Linked DNA regions of Rattus norvegicus: regions 2 and 3 are each linked to region 1. The links are chromatin contacts, called in public Hi-C maps. All regions are on one chromosome and are shown on one strand. Each heading gives the region's core, a stretch centred on a gene start, on an enhancer-like site or on the middle of the called end of the contact. The rest is flanking DNA. Distances are from core to core; before and after follow the strand shown. Region 1 overlaps Ttc7a (tetratricopeptide repeat domain 7A). Region 2 has its middle 13 kb from the start of Cript. Region 3 holds the start of Epcam (epithelial cell adhesion molecule).

What was found. Hi-C and Micro-C count contacts between places; a contact is called where the count stands out from the background.
Region 2: a contact with region 1 is called in a Hi-C map of the A7r5 cell line, with 2.3 times the contacts expected there. The contact joins two enhancer-like sites. A contact is called at or near these places in 2 of 12 Hi-C or Micro-C datasets (the A7r5 cell line and Schwann cells).
Region 3: a contact with region 1 is called in a Hi-C map of mammary epithelial cells, with 3 times the contacts expected there. The contact joins the promoter of Epcam here to the enhancer-like site in region 1. A contact is called at or near these places in 2 of 12 Hi-C or Micro-C datasets (the A7r5 cell line and mammary epithelial cells).

Annotation. Positions count from the first base shown.
Region 1 is chr6:12,980,408-12,984,721 of GRCr8, forward strand. All of the region lies in intron 5 of Ttc7a (tetratricopeptide repeat domain 7A), which reads right to left. Among named protein-coding and RNA genes, the nearest start is that of Ttc7a, 33 kb to the right of the region's middle. Within about 2 kb of position 2,389, at least 45 of the 93 cell types and tissues checked have an H3K27ac peak or open chromatin away from gene starts, as enhancers often do. A contact at or near this core is called in the A7r5 cell line, where this site is marked.
Region 2 is chr6:13,327,517-13,331,830 of GRCr8, forward strand. No RefSeq gene overlaps it. Among named protein-coding and RNA genes, the nearest start is that of Cript, 13 kb to the right of the region's middle. Within about 2 kb of position 2,350, at least 6 of the 93 cell types and tissues checked have an H3K27ac peak or open chromatin away from gene starts, as enhancers often do. A contact at or near this core is called in the A7r5 cell line, where this site is marked.
Region 3 is chr6:12,647,864-12,652,177 of GRCr8, forward strand. Epcam (epithelial cell adhesion molecule) reads right to left here and starts at 1,815. Exons shown (of 9, transcript NM_138541.2): 1 at 1,673-1,815. The coding sequence starts at 1,748.

The DNA of each region.
Region 1 (4,314 bases), core at 1,139-3,638:
TGCCTCAGCTTGCCCCTCTAAGAAACGTCTCGGTAGGGGTTCTCAAAAGGCCCAGCCTGCAGCTGCCTGTGCTGGGTGGAGCTGGGGTTTTCCCGGTCCTTTCTGGCTGCCCTGTGAGAAGCCAGCTTGAAAGATCTCTTTGTTCTGGTCTCTCCTGATGACCTTTGTGAGCCAAGCTGCCCACTTTTAACAGTATCCAAACAGAGCCTCAAACAAACCCTGGCCCAGAAACAGGCTGCATGGGGAGAAGCCAGGAAGCCGGTTATTCCAACTCAAGTCAAGTCCAACTGGTCAAGAGGCGGGTGGTGGGGGCGTTAGCAGCTCAGCCAACAGAGGAGTCCAGGAGGAAGGTGGGAGTAACAGCAGTGCGGTAGCCCCCTCCACCCCCACCCCCACCCCAGCCAGCAGTTCAGCTCCCACCCCACCCCCAGCCAGCAATGCATCTCCCTCTACCCTCTACCCTCCCAGCCAGCAGTGCAGCTCTCCCACCCCAAGCAGTGCACCTCCCCCATCCCCTGACCCCTGACCCCCTACCCCCCCCCCCAGCCAGCAGTGCAGCTCCCCCACCACCATTCCTGGCAGCCAGCAGTGCAGAGTTTTCCAAAGCCCTTGACAGTTTTCAGTCTACAGAACTTCTCACAAGGCTCCATGAGCCCAGCGTAAGCAGAACTCACGATGTGCTCAATGCCCTTAAGAAATTTGAGCTCACGCCTCTAATCCCAGCACTCGGGAGGCAGAGCCAAGCAGATCCCTGCGCTCAGCCTGGCCTACACAGCGAACTCCAGGACAGCCAGGGCTACAGAGAACCTGTCTCTTATTTATCATAAAAAAGAAGTTACCGTCGTGGGACAGGCTGCTGCGGCTCAGTGGTAGAGCACTTGCAAGCATGTAGGCTGACCTGCAATGCCCCCCAACACCAGCAAATGTAACTAAATAAAATACCCCCACCCAACCCCTTCTAATAGAGAACTGAAACCTGGAAGATGCCTGTCTTTCTGGGTGTCGCCTACCCAAGGCCAAGAGGCTGACACCAGCACTCTCGACTCTGAGACCCTGGAGACACACCTGTCTCCTCACTGTGCGCTCACCCCAGTTCACCATGCCATGACCAAGTGCTTTCTTTCTGCACGTACCCGGCCAGCTGCACTGTGGGTAACTGCAGTCATTGTGGAGCAAAGGGAGAGGCTGTATGAGTGACTCGCACCCACCCTTGGCTGTGTAGAAGGCATCTGCTTCCTGCTGCTTGCCTCATTTCCTGGGAACTCATCGGAAGCAAAAGCGCTTTGCACACAGTAGGTGCTCAACGATGAGAACATGATTGGAAATAAAATGATATATTAGTAAGAACTGATCACTGAGAGGTTGTACAAACAACCCTCATCAGAAGTTCCCATTTGAGGGCTGGCACAGTCCACAAGAGACTTCGGGTCAAGTACCCAGGATAGTGTGGCAATGTGGCAGGTCCCAGCTACCAGAGGACAAGGTCAGGGGAAGTTCAACGGTTATCCCGCTGCTCGTTTTCAACACAGACCCAAATCGTCTGCCTCAAAACCCACAAACTTCCACCTTGAGTCAAGCTGAGCATGGAAGACAGAGGTCGTCAGACACAGAGTTCACGCAAACATCGGACTTTCTTTTCCAACAGGTCGGGGAAAGTTCAGGAAGTGGGCACAAACAAATACAGGCTGTGCCCTGAGGGAGGTCTTCCTGTCCCCCCAGAGCAGACACAGAAAGCTGAGAGACAGCACAAGCTTTGCTGGTGAGTCTTCCAGGTCTCTGAACCCAGTGAGAGCAACCCTGTCCCCTCCCCCAGGCCTGCAGACACATGCACTGAAAACAAGACAGGACTGCCAATCATCTAAAGTCACACTTCACACTGGAGTGAGCTCCTGACAGACAAGTCAGGGCAACTTGGGGTTAGGGGTTTGATTGATTGACTGATTGATTGATCTATTGATTACCGAACTAACGGAGCCCCTAGCCAGGGTGGCAGTGAAGTGACTCCCTTGGAAAGCCCTCTGTTCTCTCATTTGGGCGCAATGTAAAGAACTTGTCTTAGGAATGAAAGCAGCGCATTACAAAGCACACAGACCACCTGGCTCAACCTCACTCCAACCTGAGCAGAAAATGGGTTCTGCCAGCTCTAGGCAGAAGGAAGGGGAACAAGAACCCAGAGAGAAATGTCCCCTTGCCCGCGATGGGTGTCGCAGCAGAGTTGCTCTGGTTCCTGTTTTTGGCAGGTGCCTGAGGGCCCTCGGTCCTGTGTGGTTAGAGATAGGACTGCCAGCTTTCTCAGCTCACGTGGTGTTGCCTTGTCCCCTCCCAGTCCCCTGTTGCCACACCTCAGGAGCTGCTCAGTGCTGGCCCACGCTCCTTCCCGAGGCTTCTCCGCAGGCAGGACTCTAGGTCAGTAATGCGCCCCCTCCCGGAGGCTCAGGAACCAAAGAACTGCCTGGGGCGGGACTCCAAGTGGAATCCAGCCCTGCCCTCTAGTGGCGCAGACGGGAAGTGACGGCCCCAGGCTTTCTGGCCCCAATCCTGTTCACAGGATGCTTTTTATGCTCGGGCGTTCTAATTGGGCTCCGTTAGTTAGTTAGCAACACTATTACCAGAGCACAAAAGACAGGATCATCTGGAGGGAATCAGCTGCTAAGTCAACAGGGCAAGGCCCTTGGAAAAAGTGAGAGTTGTTCAGACGTATGAGTAACTGGGCACCAGACTTGGCCGGCACGAAAGGGGCGTAGGCTTTTGAAGATCAGAGTGTGAGGGAAGCTGTGAGGATCGAGCGAATGCCGCCTCCTGTGCACAGTGGACAAGACCCGACTGAGCAGGGGACAGCAAAGGCAGAGTTGGGGGGGGGGGTAGGTGAGTGCTCTGTGAGGTTTGTCTCCACCCCATTCTCAGCAGAGGCTCCAACCCCAGGACCAGGCCAAGACTCCTAAAGGAACCCTTGGACCCAGAGCAGCACCACCTCTGGGCTCCAACCCCACACCCTTCAGTCACCTCTGGAGTCCGCCGCACCCCAGGCAGCAGCCCATTCCCTGCCTCTTTGGCCCTGCCTAACCTGTTCACAGGTCCAATCATAGAGCAGGAATGCACAGAGGGTGCTGGGCTCTTAGGGAATGAACTGCTGGGCGGTCTCTGGCCACTGGTGGGAAGCCGCCTGAACAATGAAAAGCCTTTCCTTTCCCAAAGACCCCCAGAACTCAGTCGTGCAGGGCCATAACCAATGCAGCTACCTCTCTACCCTAGAACGTCTTCACCTCAGGCTAAGACAACGGCTCTCAACTCGAGGCTGCCTGCTTCCCACCTCAGCTTCACCAATGCCTGTGGATGTGACTCTGGCTGCCGTTCTTGGTGGGGTGCTTCTGGCATGTAAAGGCCAGAGATATTGATAAAACTTACCATGGCTGAGACAGTGCCCAAAACAAAAACAGCTTTAAAAGAAATTGGGGCTAAGGAGACTAACACATTTGTTTAAGAACAATATTAGAGTCTGATTCCCCAAGGAGCATACAACTTTGGCCAAAGGACAATAATATGTGACACTCGGATCACTGATGCTGACCTCCTGTGGGCAGGGTATGCTGGGCTGGGATTGCATTAACGATCAAAACTTTAGGTGGAGGGCTTGAATGGACTCAGGTACAAGCCAGCTTCCAAGGCTCCACCTCCCAATGGCTCGTGACTTCAGACAAATTCCTTTCCTCCTCTTTTCTTAGTAAATGAAGAGTGTACCCGTTCCTCCTTCACAGAGTACACAGAGGGCAACACCCTCTGCCTGTCGTGCAGAGTTCACAGTAGCTACTAGTATGAGAAAGGGTTCTAAGAAATAATTTGTAACCCAGGTGCGCCCAGAGCACCATGGCTTCTGCTTGGAAGAAGTCTGTAAATTCAGAGGCCATGGCTGGTGGGCATGGGGCCATAGGAAACAACAGAGGCTGAGTAACTGCCATGTGTCTTGGGGACTTCTACTCACGCCGGGGCTGTTTACTTGACAAGAAATGATGATTAATTTCCATTCCTCTTTATGAGCCTTGGCTAGGGTGGGGCCAGTCTCTTGGCTTCTGGGAATGAACTGTGTGCTTCAAGGCAAAAGGGATGGAGGGAGGGGAGCCAGCCCTGTTACACGGAACGAAAATGCACCGGAACTGACTTGCCCCTTCAGAGGGAGTGTGGACAAGTTAACACCTCTACCTGCTGGGGGTACCCTGTATACATACCCTCACACGCATTTATCTTGCTTGAATATGCAGAATGAGATGGGAGTAAACAGGGAGCCGGGGTACAGTAGGGAGGACGGAGGATGAAAAG
Region 2 (4,314 bases), core at 1,100-3,599, 350 kb after region 1:
TGGTGTTTGATGTGGGAGGGTCCAGGTATTCAAGGTGGGGTCACCCATAGGCAGGTGGGTTTTATAAGAAAGCAAGCTGAGCAAGTCATGGGAGTAAGCCAGTAAGTAACATTTTCCTCCATGGTTTATCTCAGTGATGAACTATAACCTGCAAGTCGGTTTTGGTCAGTGTTAAATCACAGTAACGGAGAGGAAAATTTGTGTGTGTGTGTCTCCTCATGTTCATAGACACACACACACACACACACACACACACACACACACACACACACACACACACGAGCACATTATTTCTTTCCTGAGGTTCTCCTACTTTCCGGGGGTGACTCTACTAAGGTCACAAGGAACGTGTCCTCTCAGTTCCCAAGTCCTACCAACACAGTTGACTGCTTATCTTCCCAGGTGAGGTGGGTAACAGGGCAGAACTCCCTACCACAAATCTAATCCTCTCTTCCCAGAGTACTGTCCCAATTCTACGCTCCTCTTTTCTTCCAAATACTGTGTCTATGTAGCTACTTCGTTTTTTCCCATCCCCAGCAAGCTTCTAAAACCACAGCAAGGAAGACTTTTGTTTGTTTGTTTCTCTGTTTCTTGCTGTTATGTCTTCTCTGGGCTCAGAGAACAAACTAGGCTACCCGGGGAGAACAACAGCCAGGGAGGAACATGATGAAAGGGACGTCTGTCACCGTGCCACATATACAGATCAGCAGAGGTTTCTGGATCCAGGGGTGGCGGCACCTCAGCCAAGCAGCCTCAGATGAAATTAGATACTAATCAAAAAGTGAACATATTTGATAATAACTAAAATAGGACCCCTTCCCCCAGCATCAGATACATTGTCTTCAAAATCTTGCCTTTTTTTTTTTTTTTTTTAATAAAGGGGAGTAGGCGTTCAGAACTCAGTGCCTGGGCTTTTGGCCACAGCAGTAAAATATGAATATTTTCTCAGGACTGGTGAATGATAGAAGCTGTTGGTGGCAGATCCTCAGCCGAAGTCTTGGCAGGAAATTGGGGGAAGAAACAGCAGTTACTCTGCAGTGGCTGCCCCTTGAGACTTTCTATTTAAGGTCTCGTGGACTTGCGCCTCCCTCCGTCTTGTGCCTCCCTCCCTCCCTCTCTGGAAACTCCCCTAACCCTCAGACTCTTGGAAACTCGGCTGCCTCTGATTTAAGTCATTTCTACCCTAACAAGAAACAAACTATCTTAAGCCATTAATTCATTTGAAACTTCATTAAAAGCCACTGACTTTCTGTTGGAGCTATGAAGTGGGAATGGCTAGGTCTGTCTTCATCCTGGTGACTTTAGGGGCCTGTTGAACGACAAATGTGCTATATTTGGGTGTCTGAGTCTTAGTTCAGTTGCAGGGGTGGAAGACCTTTCATAAATTAAAATGGAGTAATCTTAATATGGGGGGCGGATGCGGGCTGTAGGGCACGGAGAGACAGGATACATGGCAAGATCTTCGGGTGTCAAAGAAAGCTTTCTGTGTGGGCAAAGAAGGTTGAACAGGTGGAAACTTGAGAGAGAGTTGAGAGGCTCAGGGCCAGCTGCGGGTAGACTGCTTCTTTAGTAGGAGAGGAACCGAGAGATGCTCTGACTCACCCCAAGCTGTGGTGGGATTGATGTTTCAGAGTTGGTGGCCATGAACAAAAGAGGGAGCTGCTTCATGCCTAGGCAAGAAGACTCCAGCACACCCCACCCCGATTATCACCATGTGCTGAGGGAATCAAGAGCCATGGAGGGTTCTTCTAAATGCAAAACGCACAGGTTCTCCTCTCCCTTGTTCCTCGGGGGTGGGGAGGAAGCAGTGCCTTCCTTACAGGGTCTGTATCTCAGGCAAGGAGTCGGTAAGCATGTATGAGGCACTGGAGCGCTGGAGCAGACCTTTTCTGAGCAGTGTAATTGTATCTATCATTAAACCTTTGGGTAAAGTTGTCCAAGTGGGCTGCCTTAGCTGAACACTTGTCTGAGTGTGGGGCAAACTCCTTAAAACACAGGTTGGTTGCAAATAATCTGCAGAGAAACCGAGTTAGAATTCATTTTATAAAATAGGAACTGCCTGAGTTGTCGGCGGGCGTCTCTCTGGCCCCCTGGATGGGAGAAAGAGCTGTTTTCTGCAGCTGTGAAAAGGAAGGAGACCTGCCTGCCTGGGGAACCCCACCGTCACCCCAAGGCCAGCTTCACATCATGGAAGCGAATCAGAGGGCTGAATTTGGAGAAAGCCCATAAAGTCTAGATCACACAGGAAATAATTACATTCTGAGTGAACGGAGCAAGAAAGTATAATCCTTGAGTAAATAACCAGAGTGAGTGCATTTGCGCTCGCTGCTGACGGTCATGTGGATCAAGTTACTGGTGGTTTAGTTCATCAGTGTATGATAAGTGCTTTAACTCATGCCAGTAAGATAATCTTCAGAGAGGTCTGAGAGGCTTCTGGTCCTAACAGTAATTCATAAGGAATTAAAAAATATCAGGGATAGTCTGGGAGAATGTTAAGCCAATGCTGGGCAATCATTAACCCTTTCTGTCAACTCAGCTTCTCAAATGTATTGATCATTTCTAACTAGGATAAAGCTTGCAACAACAAACTTATTTTAAGGAACAAGTAGTAAATGTTTTAGGCTTTGTGATCCTGTCCTCTTACAAGAAAGCAGCCAGTAAACGTCTGTGACTTTGTTCCAGTACAATGTCTGTCAGAATAGTTAACATGCCAGTGGTTTGTGATACCCTCATGCCTGATTCTGAACGAGTACATCAATGCAGAAAGATTATAAATTCTTTGGGAAAATTAGGATCTCTTTGAAGGTTCGCAGCAGACTTTTGTGAAAGTGTATTAGTCACTGGCCAATAGACAGTGTCCTGTAATATTTATAAATATTGGATGAAGAAGCCTGGATGCTTTTGTTAGAAGCCAGATGCCTGATGGAAAGGCAGACTTGGTGCTGGGATCAGGGTGAGCTGTTCATTTGAAATGTAAAACACTTAGGGAAAAGGAATAACTATAGCAAGCACATTCTCTCACACATGCAACTGTAGAACTTCACCAGGTTAACCTCTCACATCCCCATGAACCCCCTACCTCTGTCTGTCCCTGTCTTTCTGTTCATTCTCTGATTTTGCCTCTGTCCTCACCACTTCTGTTAAGAGGACTGAATTTGTAGGTCAAAAATCTAATTAGAGAACTTGCCTAACATTTGTGAAGGCCTTGGTTCAATCCCAGGTACCACAAACTAAATAGATAGATAGATGATAGATAGATAGACAGACAGACAGACAGACAGACAGACAGACAGACAGGTATATGAGTGCCTGTGAACATTAGGAAGGTGATAAAACTGTAAGAATATATGGAGTTGAAGTTTCTCGGAAATGTCAACAAATAAAACATCTAATTTTGATCCTTAACTTTCCCCTCTAAAACTACATTACCAATATTTTGGGGGAAATGGTGTGATCCCCAAAGATAGTGAAGGGAGGTATCAAAGGATGCAACTTTGAGTGGGTGGAGGAACAAGTGGTAATAGACCTGTCACTTCTGGAAAAACTTCAATGACATTAAGTACATATGGGGACAAGTTTGGCATACACTTTAATGCTAACTGGCTCACAACCTTATGACACCTCTGGAAGTGCACTGGAAAGCTGACTTAAAGCACACTGGCTGAATGACGGACAAACCAGTCACGTGACTTCCTGGCCCTGAAGCACAACCTCTATGCATACTACTGGTGGAGGAGTATTGCTCTCCCACACTATGGCCAAAACCTCGAGGTGCCAGCTCCAGAGATGGGGACACAGATTTTCACCACACACAGCTCGAGGTGGGCACTGGACCCAGGGCAGGAGGAGCCAGTGCCTGAACACTGACCACTGAGGCTCTTTGCCTCCATACTAACCTCCAGAGAAGTGAGAAGTGCTTGTTACAGTCAACGGTATCATCCAGTGATACTGTTGGAGAGGCTGGCCTGCTAATCACGGTAAGCTGAGGTGCAGAACAGTCTGACAGTCTCCGCTGTTGGGTCTGCGTGGGCACAGATGGCCAGAAAGGTCGGGAGAAACTGGGGTCCTTAGAAACTGGGGGTGAGGGGGTGTGGGGAAGGCAGAAATGAGAAAAGTAACTTAAAGAGGCAGAGTCTGTAGGGCAAAGAACTTTAAGAAACTGTACAAGACCAGCCAGACATGGGGGTGCATGCCTTGTTCATCCCAGCATTTGGGAGGCTAAGGCTGAATTAAGCCTGGGCCACACAGTCCTCTTACGACAGCTTGGCTTCGGATCTTCTGAATTTAGAATGTTGAGGGAGCAGTGTACATTCA
Region 3 (4,314 bases), core at 565-3,064, 330 kb before region 1:
TTTAGCCAAGGAGCCAGCAATGGCCCTGTCGGGTTTTTTTTTGTTTGTTTGTTTGTTTTTGTTTGTTTGTTTGTTTTTTAAAAAACAAAAAAAAAAGGTGAAGAAAAGCTTTTCCCTTTCTTTCTTCTGAGTCCCTTCCTTCCCTCTGTCCGTTCTTCCTTCCTTCCCTTTCTGGATTTTAAAGCCCAGGCTCACTGCCTCGGCTTCCCAAGTGCTGGTGCTGGGTTTACAGACTGAAGCTCACACCTCCCTGCTCCCCTCACTTCCCAAGGTCTCCCTCTTTATCTACAATTACACACTTGTCTACAAGTAATTTTATCTCCCCACCCCCCAAAAAAAGTCAACAACTCCAATTCTGCAAGGGGTCCTTCCCCTCGGATCCCTTCCTCACCCAGCTTTCGTAAGGAGTGCCCGACTGGGGCCCGGTAGGCATCTACTAGAGCTTTTCCTCATTAAACAGGGCTCCTTTAGCCCAGGCTGGCCTCAATTGCCACACCAAATCACGATGACCTTGAGTTGCTAATCCTCCAGTTCCACTTCCCAAGGTCTGGGGTTATAGGTACCTTGTTTATCAGGCACTAGGGGACCACACCCAGGGTTGCTAAGCAAGCACTCTACATCCCAGCCCTCAATTTAGCCCAAGAAATCAGAAATATATAACTTGATTAAACTGTATTACTGAAAGTCTAATTAATGAATATGGGCCATGTCTCCTAGTAGACAATAAAATCCTCCCCAGAAAACAAAACTAAATTACATTTAACTTAAAAATTATGGAAGAAACAAAAGGAAAAGAAATTCTCTCCAGGCTGCTTTGTTCAACTCTCCACTTCCAGACACCATCTTAGAAATAAATCAAAAGCCGGAGCAAACTCTACAGTAAGAACAACTAAGACCGAACTCCACGTACTCTCTACAGAGCGTCCAATCACTGTTTAAGACTCGTTCTTAAAGACTATAGGAACCGAGGACAACCCGGTGACTCTAGGGATAAAGGCCCACGAGTTTAATCCCCAGAACTGACTCCCACAAGTTGTCCGACTCCGTGCAAACAGTTTTAAAAATAAAAGTCTAGAGGAAGTAGAAAACTTCCCTTGTGAAATGGAAAAATGGCTATATAAATCTACCTGTATTCCAAAACACAAATATGCACACTTTTTTAATCAGGGAATTCTTAAGAGTGGTAAGATTATGCGATTTTTAGAAAGGCCCTTACAGTTTATCTTTGAATCTGTCCTCCCTACAATAAACACTGCATTAGTCATGATTCTCAGGAAAGGGAAAACACACCTCCGGCCCGTAAGCCCCAGGAGGCCCGCCTCCGTCGCGCAGGTGCATAGCGGCCTCCCGGGAGCTACCTGTCCCCTCCCGGGGCCCACATCCGGGGACCAGGGCAGGTACGGAGGGAGGGGGGACTGACCGACAAGTCGCAGCGACCAAGGCCCAAGCTTTGGGACTTGGAACGCCAAGTCGGAGCCGCCCAACCCCGGGCGGTGGCCGCTCAGCCACCCCGGTCCCACGCTCCCACCTGGCACAGCACACCGCCGCCTCATCCCAGCGCGCGTCCCACCCACACCGTCGGGTCTCGGGGCCAGAGAGCACAGCCCGGCCGTCCGATCCCCATCACCAGCCCGACACGACCCCACACCTCCGCCCCAGGTCCACGCCTCACCTTTCTGAGCTGCGGCCAGCGTCGCCGTGACCACCGCGAGCAGGAGCCCGAACGCGAGGGCCTTGGGGGGCGCCATACTGCGCGCGGAGCGGCGGGGACTCGCGGGTCTGAGGCGCGGGACGGCTCCAGGGACAGTCGCGCTGCACGGCGGCCGACCGACTGAGCGCTCTGCGCGCGGCGAGGCGGGACCCGACCTGCGGACCTGCCGACCTGCGGCCACGCCCCTCGGCCCTCCCCGCCCTCACCTCGGCCCGCCCGCTCGCCCGCTCGCCCCCGGTGAGTCATCCGCCCCACCCCCTCTCCAGGTGCGCGCCGCCCGGGCTAAGGCAGAGACTCCAGTACCCTGGAAGGACCAGCTGTGGCCGACAGCGGGACGAGACTGGACGTGAAAGCCGAAAGGGATTCCAAGGCAAACCGAGAACTTCCTGGAGGGAAGACAATAGGGAATACTTGTCTTAGCGCAGCGTCTGGCAGTTTACTTTGCAACACCTTTTCAAGCTTTTAAAATGATTATTTATGTGTACGAGCTTTTGCCTGCCTGAATGTGCACCACGTGCATGCCCGGTCCCCGCATTAGTCAGAAGAGGGCTTCGGATCCAGAGGAGCAGGAGTTATGGATGGCTAAGAGCCACCATGTGAGTGCTCGGAATGGAACCCTGGTCATCTACTAGAACAGTGATTCTCAACCTTCCTTGTGCTGCGACCCTTGTGGTGACACACACACCATACAATTATTTTCGTTGCTACTTCATAACTGTAGTTTGCTTTTGTTATGAATCATAATGTAAACGCCTGTTTCCCGATGTTCATAGGTGATTAACACAGGTTCAGAAACACGACCAGAGGACCAAATTCTCTTTTTTTTTTTTTTTTTTTTTTTTTTGTTCTTTTTTTCGGAGCTGGGGACCGAACCCAGGGCCTTGCGCTTCCTAGGTAAGCGCTCTACCACTGAGCTAAATCCCCAGCCCCCAAATTCTCTTAACCGCTGAGCCATCTCCAGCCCGGAATACTACTTTTTTTTTTTTTTAATTAAAGTGCTTGTTTTGATTATTATATATTTTAATTATTTTATTTTTTGAGATTATATAGAATTACACCAATTCCCCACTTTCTTCCCTCAAACTCTACCTGCTCCCTTTCAGATTCATAAAATGTTAATTCTATTAAAGAATAGTGTTGGGGTTGGGGATTTAGCTCAGTGGTAGAGCGCTTGCCTAGGAAGCGCAAGGCCCTGGGTTCGGTCCCCAGCTCCGAAAAAAAAAGAACCAAAAAAAAAAAAAAAAAAAAAGAATAGTGTTGATAAAACCAATTTCTTCGAAAATTTAGGGAAGTCTTAGAAACAAAGATTTAAGGCAGGAAAAAGCCGGGCGTTGGGGCACACACGTTTAATCCTAGCACTACGGAAGCAGAGGCAGGAGGATCTCGGTGAGTTCGAGTACAGCCAGGCCAACACAAGAGAACCCCTGCATCGAAAAACAAACAAAAAAAGCCAGGAAAGACCCCAAGTAAAACACGAAACAGCGGAATGTCTCTGACAGCACTGACAGCAGAGGGGGAAAATGCTGCTTTCCTTCCAGAGTGGGGGTGGGGTGGGGTGGGTAGGGTGGGGTTTATGGGTCTTTGGAGGGGCGGGGGTGCGAGGCGGACAAACTGTTCAGCCCCCAGTTTGGGTTGGTCAGTTTAAACAAAGACGGCGCCGCCGATAGGCCGTACGGTTGAGGTAAACAGTCCTGATCCAGTCTTGAACTTGTCAGACCGGTCCTCCAGCAGCTGGGCCCTGGCGGGAGAAGAAGCCAGCCAGGCCTTCTCTTTAAGCCGCTAGGCTTTTGTCTCTCTCTGGTCAGGAGGGTGAGAGAGAAGCTGGAAGTTTGCCGTTTTCATCAGCTATTTTTGTGGCCCTCTCCCTAAATGTCTGCCTGTTAGGGATCTTCTAACCCCTAGCTCCTCACTGAGAACCTGATGACTTAAATTCAGTCCCTGGGACCCACAGAGTGGAAGGAGAGAGCCAAACCCCACTAGTTAATCCTCTGACCTCCATCCTCATGAAATAGCTTGATGCTCCCCACTAAAATGGGGGTGGGGGTTTACAGAAAGCATTAGACTAGATATCGCTGCATACAGCACAGATAGAATTTTGGATACATGATTCTTCATAGCATTTCAAGAGAGTAGCCTCCAACTCCCCTCCTGCTCCAATCTCACCACTGAGAAACAGCCCTCTGGGGATATAGATCAACTAGAAGGGTGTTTGCCGAGTGTCCTTGAGAACCTGGGTTTGGCCCCCAGCATTTCCTAAACTGGGCTTGGTGGCATAGGCTTGTAATATCGCACTGGGGAGGTGAAAGCAGAAAATCAGAAACTGAAGGTCACCCTCAGCTAGTTCTGCGGTCGGAGTCCAGCCTGGGCTATCTGGGGACCCTGACTCCACCAATGGCCACCGAGGCTGCTCCTTCCTTGATGAATTTTGTGTTCACTGCTGTTTCATCACTGATGCAACAGAAAGGATACTTTTTTTTAAAAGACAGTATCATCTTAAAAAATACTTATTTTTATTGTATGTGTATGGGTGTTTTGCCTGAGTGTATGACTGTGCGTGACATGTATGCAGCACCCACACAGGCCAAAGACAGCACTGATCCTAT